2 separate regions of the Sus scrofa genome follow, and region 1 is linked to region 2. The links are chromatin contacts, called in public promoter capture Hi-C maps. All regions are on one chromosome and are shown on one strand. Each heading gives the region's core, a stretch centred on a gene start, on an enhancer-like site or on the middle of the called end of the contact. The rest is flanking DNA. Distances are from core to core; before and after follow the strand shown.

The links. Promoter capture Hi-C pulls out the DNA fragments that hold promoters and counts their contacts.
Region 1: a contact with region 2 is called in a promoter capture Hi-C map of liver, with 2.3 times the contacts expected there. The contact joins two enhancer-like sites. A contact is called at or near these places in 1 of 5 promoter capture datasets (liver) and 2 of 47 Hi-C or Micro-C datasets (embryonic fibroblasts and skeletal muscle).

Annotation. Positions count from the first base shown.
Region 1 is chr7:13,664,727-13,670,181 of Sscrofa11.1, forward strand. The region is part of intron 2 of KIF13A (kinesin-like protein KIF13A); the gene reads right to left. Among named protein-coding and RNA genes, the nearest start is that of KIF13A, 49 kb to the right of the region's middle. Within about 2 kb of position 1,410, at least 4 of the 83 cell types and tissues checked have an H3K27ac peak or open chromatin away from gene starts, as enhancers often do. A contact at or near this core is called in liver, where this site is marked.
Region 2 is chr7:13,591,171-13,597,023 of Sscrofa11.1, forward strand. The region is part of intron 4 of KIF13A (kinesin-like protein KIF13A); the gene reads right to left. Among named protein-coding and RNA genes, the nearest start is that of KIF13A, 120 kb to the right of the region's middle. Within about 2 kb of position 4,056, at least 37 of the 83 cell types and tissues checked have an H3K27ac peak or open chromatin away from gene starts, as enhancers often do. A contact at or near this core is called in liver, where this site is marked.

The DNA of each region.
Region 1 (5,455 bases), core at 160-2,659, 71 kb after region 2:
TTCAGGTAGGTAAGTATGCTAATCCCACCTAAATCCTAGCAGAGGCTAGCTTCCACATTGTTTACTCCAGCAGTGTCCTTCAAGGCGCAACCTCTCAACTCCCAACTAGAGATCAAAGGTGAAGCAGCTCAGAGGAAAGACCTGAGGCTACAGGTCAGAGGAGAACCTGCGTTCAAATCCTAGCACTTCTACTTCTGAGCTCTCTGGCTCCCAACAAATTGCTTCAACTGAGATTTATGGCCCTGGTCTCACAAAATGATACACTTTCATTTACAAGACTGTTACACACCTGGCACAGGAACAGCCCCATCACAAGTGATCAACGAAATGTTAGTAATAATGTGAAGTCTTTTTTTTTTTTTTTTTGCCTTTTGTCTTTTTAAGGCCACACCCATGGCAAACGGAGGATCCCAGGCTAGGAGTTGAATCCAAGCCGTAGCCACATCTGTGACCTACACCACAGCTCACAGCAATGCCAGATCCTTAAACCCCCGAGTAAGGCCAGGGATTGAACCCACGTTCTCATGGATACTAATCGGGTTCATTAACCACTGAGCCACGACAGGAGTTCCAACGTGAAGTCTTCAAAAGGGAGGAAGTACCTCAAATAAAAGTTCTAGTGAAAGTGCAGTAACTGTGAAGGAGGAAAAACAGTGCATCAGATCATCAACAGTTTTTCTGTTTTGATGCAGGAAAAGTGTGTGTAGACCCGTAGGCACCAGGAGGATGAAAGCAGCCTACGTTAGGCAGAGGACCCAAAGGAGGGAAAGGGCTACGCCAGACCCAGGCCAAGCCACAGAATTCAAGGATTTTCTCAGAGGCTACCCTCCTTGAAAACAAAAACCATGCACAGAACTATTTTTTTTTTGTCTATGGGTTACAAAAACAGTTTGCGGTCTTCTGCTTTCACGTTTCTTCAACGTTTGTTTTGCTTTAATTGCAGGCTTTGTTTCTTTAGAAGTTAACCATATCACCTGTATTAATAATAATAGCAATCTGTAGTACCAGCATCCATTTGCTGGGGTCAAAATTCCTGAAGCCATCGCTCCCCACATCAGGTAACTAGGAAATATAAGACAGAACACATCTCTCACGGATGTTTCCCCATCCGTAATCTGTCCGCCTCTTCTGGCCAGAGAGTGATGTGACGTAAGTTTCATTCATGCAAAGCTCTCTGGTTTGATTCTACAATAAAATCATTTTTGCACGGCTGTTTTCCCTGCAGTAGACAAATGTCATACACAGTTCACAAGAGAAGGGCTCTTGAAAACAATCTCCAGCAGCAAACCCTGGTAACACAAGCACAAAGTAAGGGTAGAAAATGAACGAGACTGGCCACAGGGAGAACTGCTGTAAGAGAATGACAGAAAGGGAACTTCCCGTGAGGCGCAGAGGGTTAAGGATCCAGCATTGCCACAGTTGTGGTGCAGGCTGCAACTGCTGGCACAGGTTCAACCCCTGGCCAGAGAACTTTTACATGCCATGGGTGCAGCCAAAATAAAAAAGACAGAAAGTTAAAAGAAGGAATGGAACCATAATAATTAGGGCCCTGCTCTGAAAATAAAACCACATTGATAATACATTTTAATGTGGAAGAGACGAAAAGTTCTGGTTTTGACTCAGAGCAGATACTTCCTGAAATTATTCACAGTAAAAAAAAAAGGGGGGGGGAGGGATAAAAGAAATGTTATACTCCTCTTGAAAGAGTAATTCAATCAGGTTTTCCAACCTCGTTTTTTACCCTTAGACATTTTAGGTTATTTATATGGCCTTTTAACTGCATGACATGGATAATAAATGGCATCCTTCCCCTGCCTGAAGGAGGGGGATGTTAAAAAAAAAAAAAAAGGCAGAAAATGCCTTCAGTTTTCTTGTATATTAGAATAACTCTTCTACAAAGCAGATTTGTAAGGAAACGACAAATGAAGAGATCAGCAACAACATGAATGATAAAACCCCACAACTGGCCTGTCTAAAGTTCTACTCCAGGTTCCAAAAACATCTCCAGTTGTTCACGTTCTCATACACTGAAGAGAGCGGGCTGAATTGTGATACAGTCAAACAGGAAGAGATTCTATGAAACTTTAAGTCAATCCTCAGCAAGCGGCATGAACAAATCTATAAACTTTACTGAGAGCCGTGCAAACAAGCGTCAGTGACCAACTCTAAGAGCAGTATATCTGCACTGACCCAAGAAGGAGTGAATTAAAGATAATTCACACAAAGCTGATGTCCTACCTGTAACAACTCTATAGTGGAGACTATTAATCACTCTGGAAATTTTTATACCAAGTCTTGATTCCTCCTCTTTTCAGTTTCTATTAAATTTAGACGTTGAAACAGAAATCAAAAATTCTGGATGACCTCACACTGGTTTTGCTGTCAAAAACAATAAACTCTCCAAAGAGAAAACATTTTTGTTGGATTTTTCGACCATTTCCTCACCTCGCTCTCCTCTCCAGATCTCATCAAGTAATCCCATTACAAAAACACAATAAATAACATTTTAAAAAATCATGCTATTTAAACAAGCAGAATAAAAGAAATAAAAAGGTTGGACCCAGTAAAAGACACACAGCCTGTATAGTCTCCTGGATTCTTGGAATAGTGAAAATAATAAAATGAATGGGAAGCAGAAAAGGAGTAGAAATCAGAACAATCAAGCTGGCCATTTAGATTTTACAGTTTATTGATTTCCTGAGTGGGGGGAAATACTGTATTCCTTTCCAATATGAACAGTGTTAGTAAACGGTGTTTCTAGGTATTACTGAAACACAAACTCACAAAACAGAAGCAGTGGTCCAAGTTTTCTTTTCTTGTCTTTTTAGGGTCAGACCTGAGGTATATGGAAGTTCCTAGGCTAGGGGCTGAATTGGAGCCACAGCCACAGCAACACCAGATCTGAGCCTCATCTGCAACCTACATCACAGCTCACGGCAACGTAGGATCCCCAATCCATTGAGCAATGCCAGGTATCAAACTTGCATCCTCATGGATACTAGTCCAATTGGTTTCCACTGTGTCACAACTGGAACACTGGTCCAAGTTTCCTTTTCTTATTTTCTTTCCTTTATTTACAAGATTTTGATTTTTTTCTACTGTAGCTGATTTACCATCGGTTCAAGTTTTCTTGATCCATTTTTACCTTAAACACACAGCATTAGAAATGCCTTTTTTTCCAATGGGAAATACCAACCAGTTCAACCTGCCCACTGAGCTCCTGACTAAAAGCCTGGCCCAGCGGCTTTATAACCACGTTTAGATAAACGGAGTCAGCTCACGGAGTGTCTTTCAGGTCTCACTTTCAGGCTGACTTTTATCTTATGACAATGCAATGTAACCATGGAAACATAGGACCTAGAGTTGTATTTTCTCTTATAAACAAAGAGAGCTGCTTTTTATAACTCAGTTCCATGTAAATTTTGTCATTTGGGGTCAATTTTATGTTTCTAAAGAATGGAGGAAATAAGCACTTAAGTGGAAAAGAATAATAAGAGGAAAAAATTTTAATAAAACCCAGGGCAGATTTTTCTTTGTAATTACACAGGAGGCTATATTTCGCTCACTACTGCCCAATGGCCAGAGGGCGCTAGCCTTCTTCAAATCCTTAAGTGACCCTGGTGAGGGGAGGGAGGCACTCACTAGCAGGTGGTCATGGGAGAAGCCTCAGCCAGCTGTGGACCAGAGACAAGGGAGTCTGAACACTGCCTCGTTCCTAATTTAGGAACCCTGAACTCTCCCCAGGCTACATGCTTCCATGGCTAGAAAGTCAAATAAGATGTTCTGGCAATATCCTAATATCATTAAACACAGACTCCCCGGTAATGTCACAATAAAAAGACAGCATATAAAAAAATGCCCTTGTGCTACCTGCATGTCACAAAACAGAGCCAATGTCCAATGTAGAAACTGACCTAATTTTTAAAAAAAAATTTTTAAAGCGATACACAAATATATCAATCTCCCAGGGATGAGAACGCTCACCTTGCCACCAGGTAAATCCTGAACTGGCTTAGCTGCAACACCTGAAGCAAGTTTCTTTATACTTGGAAATTCGGGTTTCTTATCACTCTAAGGGCAACAGAAACTTCACTTGTTGAACCAAAATGAATATTCAATAAATGAAACTTCATTTTTGGCTATTTTGGTCATTTTCATCATTTGCCTGGGGAAGATGGAGGAGCATTAAAAGGCCGATATGTTACCTGTGGTTCTCCCTCATGGAGGTGGGAGTGCAGGTATTTTTTTTTTCTTGTCTTGTCTGTGCTTTTCCACAGTTCTCAAATTTTCTACAATGAACACTTTAACACCTTAGTAATTTTTTCTTTAATTAGTCACTTTCTAAGTTCCTGTCATGGCTCAGGGGTTAACAAACCCAACTAGGATCCACGAGGATTCGGGTTCGATCCCTGGGCTAAGGATCCTGCGTGGCCATGAGCAGGATGGCCATGAGCAGACGTGGCTTGGATCTCGAGTTGCTGTGGCTGTGGCTGTGGCGTAGGCCAGTGGCTATAGCTTCAATGTGACCCCTAGCCTGGGAACCTCCACACGGTGCAGGTGTGGCCCTAAAAAGATCAAAGGCTAAAATTAAATTAAATTAAATTAAATTAAAATGTCATGATCAGATGCTGAAGAATTATTCTCTTCAGGAAAAAAAAAAAAAAAAAAAAAAGATTCCTGCTTAGCTTCCTCCTGTCCTTGGCAGATAATTCCTGCTAAGGAAAGCCAGTTTGAGGCCCAGAGCAGTAGGAAACAAAAAAACCCTGAGTCCCCAGAGAAATTCAGTGCCACTGACCTCTGGCTCAGCTGCACCTCTGCTGTGGGGGGAGGGGGGTTGCAAGGAAACCCAGGCATACAATCCTGTGGGAAGCTGGGGCCTCAGGGCAACGGACAAACAATCCTCACTAAGTGATCTGGGGATGGGACTGTGCAGAAAAAATTTTTATGCACCCAAGTGATTGTAACATAGCCTGAGATAGAGAATGGTGGTTACCCTAGAAGGTCCATGAACCTCTGAGCACCACGCTCCAGAAGGAGAAACTTCAGTTCTCTCAAAATCCAGAACTCTCTCCCTGATCTATAGAAGAGGGAAGGGGGAGAGGTGGCGACAAGACTGTACCTTGAAAACAAAATTTTTTATCTTCTTCAATGTACATAGGTGTACAACAAAAAACTGACCAGGACTTCCCGTCGTGGTGCAGCAGAAATGAATCCAATTAGGAATCATGAGGTTGCAGGTTTGATCCCTGTCCTTGCTCAGTGGGTTAAGGATCTGGTGTTGCTGTGAGCTGTAGTATAGGTCACAGATGTGTCTCGGATCCTGCGTTGTTGTGACTGTGGCATAGACCAGCAGCTGTAGCTCTGATTGGACCCCTAGCCTGGGAACCTCTATATCCATGGGTGTGGCACTAAAAAGAAAAAAAAAAAAAACTCTGCTAATTTCAAAATTCAAAAG
Region 2 (5,853 bases), core at 2,806-5,305:
GAAATGAAATGCTTTCTGGTTTCTGTTCCTGATGCTGAATAGGCTGAAATTATGAGGAATTATTTTCTCAATGTTTCTTTCAAGGGCAAATCACAAGGTTTCTTTTTCCTTGGTAGGAATGGCCTTTTAAAACTAAAGATCATTAGCGGGGGTGGGGGGGGGGAGCAAAATAAACACTCAGAAATGAATGCTAAAGAGCGGCATGAAATAGGTTTATGATATGTCAAGTGAAAAGACAACCACCACCACCCAGGGTGTGTCTACTAAAATTGCACTAAAGGAGTTCCCATTGTGGCTCAGCCGTATGAACCCAACTAGTATCCATGAGGATTCAGTTTGATTTCTGGCCTCCTTCAGTGCGTGAAGGATCCAGCATTGTCATGAGCTGTGGTATAGGTCACAGACGCAGCTCAAATCCCATATTGCTGTGGCTGTGGTACAGGCCGGCAGATGCAGCTACGATTTGACCCCTAGCCTGGGAACTTCCATATGCCAGAGGTGTGGCCCTAAAAAGACAATAAATACATAAATAAATAAAATAAATAAAATTGTACTAAAAATTAAAAAATGATCAAAGAATGCTCCAGGATATAAAAATAGCAGAATAAATCTCAGCTTGGCCTATTACCAAATCATTACAAATACGAAATAGGATTTAATTAACAAATTTAACTTGTATACCTTCATTGTTTATGCTAAGAAGAAAAAAAATTAACTTTTTGTCAACCCCCCTGTTTTCAGTGCACTTCACATATTCTATATCATTGGATCCTTGCAATACCCAGGTATGATAGGTATGGATTGTGCTCAGTAAAGAGATGGGGGGAGTGCTCTGAAAGAGTAAGTCATTTGCCCAAGATGGGGCCACCAGTGAGGGGCAGGGCCTGGGTCTGTGGGTGTGGACTCTCAACGGGCTGAGGCCCAACCATAATCTGTGACTCACCCTGTGTGGAACTGGGAGTCAGTTACTCCCACCTTTGGGATTAACTGTAGAATTTACACTTTGGTCAAAGTATGGCTGTTTTTTTGAAATTCCAGTGAACACTTGCAAAAAGATTGCAGGCAGTTCCCACTGTGGCTCAGTGGGTTAAGAACTCCACATAGTGTCTGTGAGGATGTTGGGTTTGATCTCTGGCCTCACTCAGTGGGTTAAGGATCTGGCATTGCTGTGAGCTTTGGCAGAGGTCACAGATGTGGCTCAGATCTGGTGTTGCTGTGGCTGTGGTGTGGGCCTGCAGCTGCAGCTCGGATTTTACCCCTAGCCTGGGAACTTCCATATGCTGCAAGTGGGGCCGTAGAAAGGAAGAAAAAAAAAAAAAAAAAAGGCAAAGGTCTTATTAAATAAGGTGCTGAGGTATGAGTAGACGTGTCAACATAATATGTAACTTCTAATAATCTTGATAAAACGTACAGATCATAGGAGCTCCTGCCATGGTACAGTGGGTTAAGAATCCAACTGAAATGGCTCGGGTTCCATCCCAGCCTGGTGCAGTAGATTAAAAGGATCCAGCATTGCCGCAGCTGCAGCGTAGATTACGGCTGTGGCTCAAATTTAATCCCTGGCCCGGAAACTTTCATATGCTGTGGGTGTGGCCATAAAACAAAAAAAAAATTACAGATTACACTGACACCTCTAGTTACCTCATAGACATGGAAATAAAATAAATGTGACTAAAAAAAAAAAAAAAAAAAACACTACTCTTTTTTATTTCCACTAAATGTATATATATGCTTTCCAAAAAGTCAAGTTCTTTTACTTAGTTACATTTGACAGAATTCAGATTTATTGTATTTAATAAAGTTTTCATTTTAACTAGGACAAAAAAAAACTGGGAAACACAAAATGGAATATGAAAAAATAGAAAATAATTATACTGTGTTTCTGAAAAGAATTCTTCTCCTTTCCATCCCTAAATAGCTATTCCAAAGCACAATTTATAAAAGGACAAATATAAAAGAACTATAAAGTTCATGTATTTTTACAAATCTAAGCAAGAGTGGATACTAGAGAGACTGGAATCCACGTTATCACTATGGCTTCCGTGTCTCTAGGGAAATTTATTCTCTTTTAAGACAAGAAATTATGAGCACTTTCCCACCTCTACAAAGACACATCAACATTAGCATTTTTTAATAGCTCTGCTTAGCTTCCACTGTATAGTTAACTAACACAATCAGTGCCCTATTATAGTTATTTAGATTATTTCCTTTTGCTTTTGCTTTCTGCAAAATTTATCCTTACATATTTATTTTTATGCACTTCTCTATTGACTTTACTAGGCACAACTCCAAAATATCAAATTACTAACTCCTCCACAATGCATGACTCTTTTTCTCCACCTTCAACAACAGTGGCTATTATTCCTCTTGGCTTCACTAAGTCAATAGGAAAAAAAAAGCCTCATTGTGTTAAATTAAGATTTTTGTTTCCTTAGTTTATTGCCCATTAATATTTGTTCTTTAGTAAACTGATGATTTGGGTCCTATGTATATGTTTATAAATCACTAGGGTTGGTCATTGATTAAGTATTAATTTCGAAATGCCTATCATATGTTAAGGATATTTAACCTTTGGTCTATTGTATGTTGGACATATTTTTCCCAGTCTGTTATTTACCTTTCAGTCTTTTGTTGTTCTTTGTCATACAAAAGCTTTTGGTCTTTCGTATTTAAATCTCTCATCTTTTCCTTTATGATTTTTGTCTATGGTATATGTTATGCTTCCAAAATCCTTCTGGATTATTATTATCCAAATTACATAACTATCCACCCACACTTTCTTCTAGTTTTGTTTCTGGTTTTTACAGTTTTATTTCCAAACTTGAACTTGACTCCTTACCAGCGGTGTAACCTTGAGCAAGATCTCAGTTCCTTCATTAGTATAACAGCAATAATAGTTGCTCTCTTACTGGGTTGCTGGTATGATTTAATAAGGCACTTCAGTAAAGCACTTTCCATAGTGCCTGGCCATTATACATCCATAATATATTTTCATTAATATCCATAATTAATGCCATCCCTTAAATTTTTAACCAACTATAATTAATTTTGGTATAAGAAGGGGGAAATCATCTAATTTTTTTCCCTAAATAGTTCCTTCATCTTTGCAACAATTGTGTGAAGCAATCTAATTTTAAAGATAAAAGGAAAGACCTTTATTCTTAGAAAAAAAAATTAAAGGGGTCATTCACTGCTATTTCTCTAGCTCCCCTAGAGGGTCCCCTTTTTTAAAATAACAATAAAATATCTCAGAAAGGTATAGGGGAAAAGCAACTTAATAAATCATTTCAATAAAATTGTGAATAGAAACAAACTCCATAGAGCTCCCCTTATTCGTTTTATTCTGGTGCCTTTGCAGCTCTGTGAATCCCTGGCTGGGGTGATACTTAATCAGTTCTTTGGTTTGGTGACCTTCAGGGCACTGCTGGGACAATAAATGATTATTTTTAAGAAAGCCAAGACTGTTAACCAAACTAAAGATGTACATTCTATACAGTCTTGGTCCTTCTCAGCATAAACCAGTTTGCCTTTTCCATGCAACACAAATGGTGGCTACATTTCACTCTGTGATGGAGAGAAAATATTAACTATCAAAGACCCTTATATGGTCTATTATGGAGAGTCTGGTTTATCCAAAAGACTGAAGGGTTTTTGTTTTGTTTTGTTCCTTTCTATTTTTTAAACACAGCAGTCCTTTTTTTCAGCATAGGAAAAAATGACTGGCCAACCGCTTTTCGAAGTTTAGTTCACAAAAAAAAAAAAAAAAAAGGAACTGTTTCTGCTGGATGGTGGGAATCACGGAGTCCATAAAAGATTCAATCTCCCCACCCTTAATGTTTCCCAACCACAGTTCACATTCAAACAGAACGAAGTGCCACTTGTCTGGAGGACTGCGTACCAGCCCAAAGTGAAAGTTCAGAGGTCGTGAAGGAAGCAGGAAGGTCTATGAACATGTGTTTCTATCCCAGACAAATCAAACAAAGGCGCAACACGGTCCACCCCAGAGCCTTGTGGCTTTTGCACAGGACCAATGCCGAAGAGGAGGCGGCCACGCTTCAGATGTCAGCTCCATGTGCCTGGCTCGGGGAATCCACAGGGCAAACCTGACCTCACTTGTTCATAACCATGACCGAGATGCCAATTTCCTCTGTGAGGTTTATGATTAGGCTCCTGTAGCTGTGTGGACAAGTCTTAAAACACAGGCATGCCCAAAGCAACCCACAGTACAATGTCAGGACAATAGAGAGGGTTCCTGTATGTAATATTTACAAGCAAAGTCACAGATCTGACCCACCCAACCCTGAGTCACACAGCACACAGATCTCTGAAAAGCCAACACTTTGAGTCTACACACTTGTGCATCATCTGTTCCTACTGGGAATAGCAGCAGTGGCCCCAAAGCGACTAGGCTTGTGTACTGGGAGCTGAGTAACCAAGGTAATTCTCTCTAGAGCAGGGCCCTGACAGCAAAGCACAGAAGAGAAGGAAGGGAAAGTGCCCACCACACATACAACACCAGACTCCTAAGGAGGAACAGGGTGAAACATCACAGTGGGCTATGCTCTAGGAAATGGGGGAACAAAAGAAGAGGGCAGAACCTTGTCTTACCCACAATCTGCATTAAACGAGGCAGCCTCCCACAGGTCACAGCTGAATAAGACACTGAGCGTGGCACTACACGGTTGGACACGACAAAGCAGCGAAGTGGGAGAGCAGTGATCAAATCATGTCAAGATTTTAACATGATTTGATCACTTTAAACAGAATCTCCAGTTTTCCTTCTTTTCCCCATCTCTTTTCTCACTGGAGTTAGAGTGGGGGAAAAATGGTTAAGTTCAATATTTATGATTTGGAATTCTTGCGCCTGCACATTTGCAAGGGTGTTTTTCCACTTGTAAACAAGACTAATGGCCCTAGCGATTTTGATGAGTCTGGGCTCGGCAGGTGGCCCAGCTCCAAATGGGAGCACCTGGACAGTGCAAGACCTGTCAGGTTCCTCTCACACACCCAAAGGGGTAAAGAATGTCTAACACAGATGGGGTTTCAGCCAATCTCTCCAATGGTACTACTCTCAGCAATTGTACGTGTGGTGCCTTTACACCTAGTTTAAGTGGAATGACCCCAAACTACAGAGTTTAGATAAAGGAACTAGGGCTTTAAGGAGTGACTTGATGATGAGACTGAAGTTTCACTCAACTGTAGAAGTTTGCCACTGAGGGTCCTGGAACCCAAGAACCTGGACCATGAGGGTAAAGGCAGGTGTCCAGGAGCCATCAGAGATCAGTGTCCCCGCCCTCAGGAATCTTTGCAGCACAGCCTGGGTGACTCACCCAGATGAATGTCTCCACCCCAGGGACAGCACTGGGGCCAGTCATGAGCTGGCAGTGAACCTCAGCTCCTTTTATTGCGGATAAAGTGGCTGAGTCACGGAGGAGGAGATCAGGCAGTGGGGCCCGGAGGGAAGAGCTGGAGGATGGTCTTGCGGAGGATGCAGCTTGGACCCACGCGGGCAGGTGTTTTCACACACACACCTGCTGACCAAGGAGCTGCTCTCCATCTCTACCTGCTCAGCAGCGTTTACCGCTGTCTCTCTCTGACTCAGAAGCAGACTTGACTCAACATCTCTTCTGGACTGTGGGGAACACAGGATTTATAGCACTTGAGGGGCGGTGAAAACAAAGCCCAACCCAAACACAGGCATCCAGGACTCAGAGAACTTCTGACAGGAAGGACAGCACTATTTGTATTATTTCTGGCCTGATTCCCAGCCAGAGACTCCACTCTGATTTCCTAAGCACGGCCTTTTGTTGGGATGGGAGGGAACAGAGGGTTTCTCAGGACTGCAGTAGAACC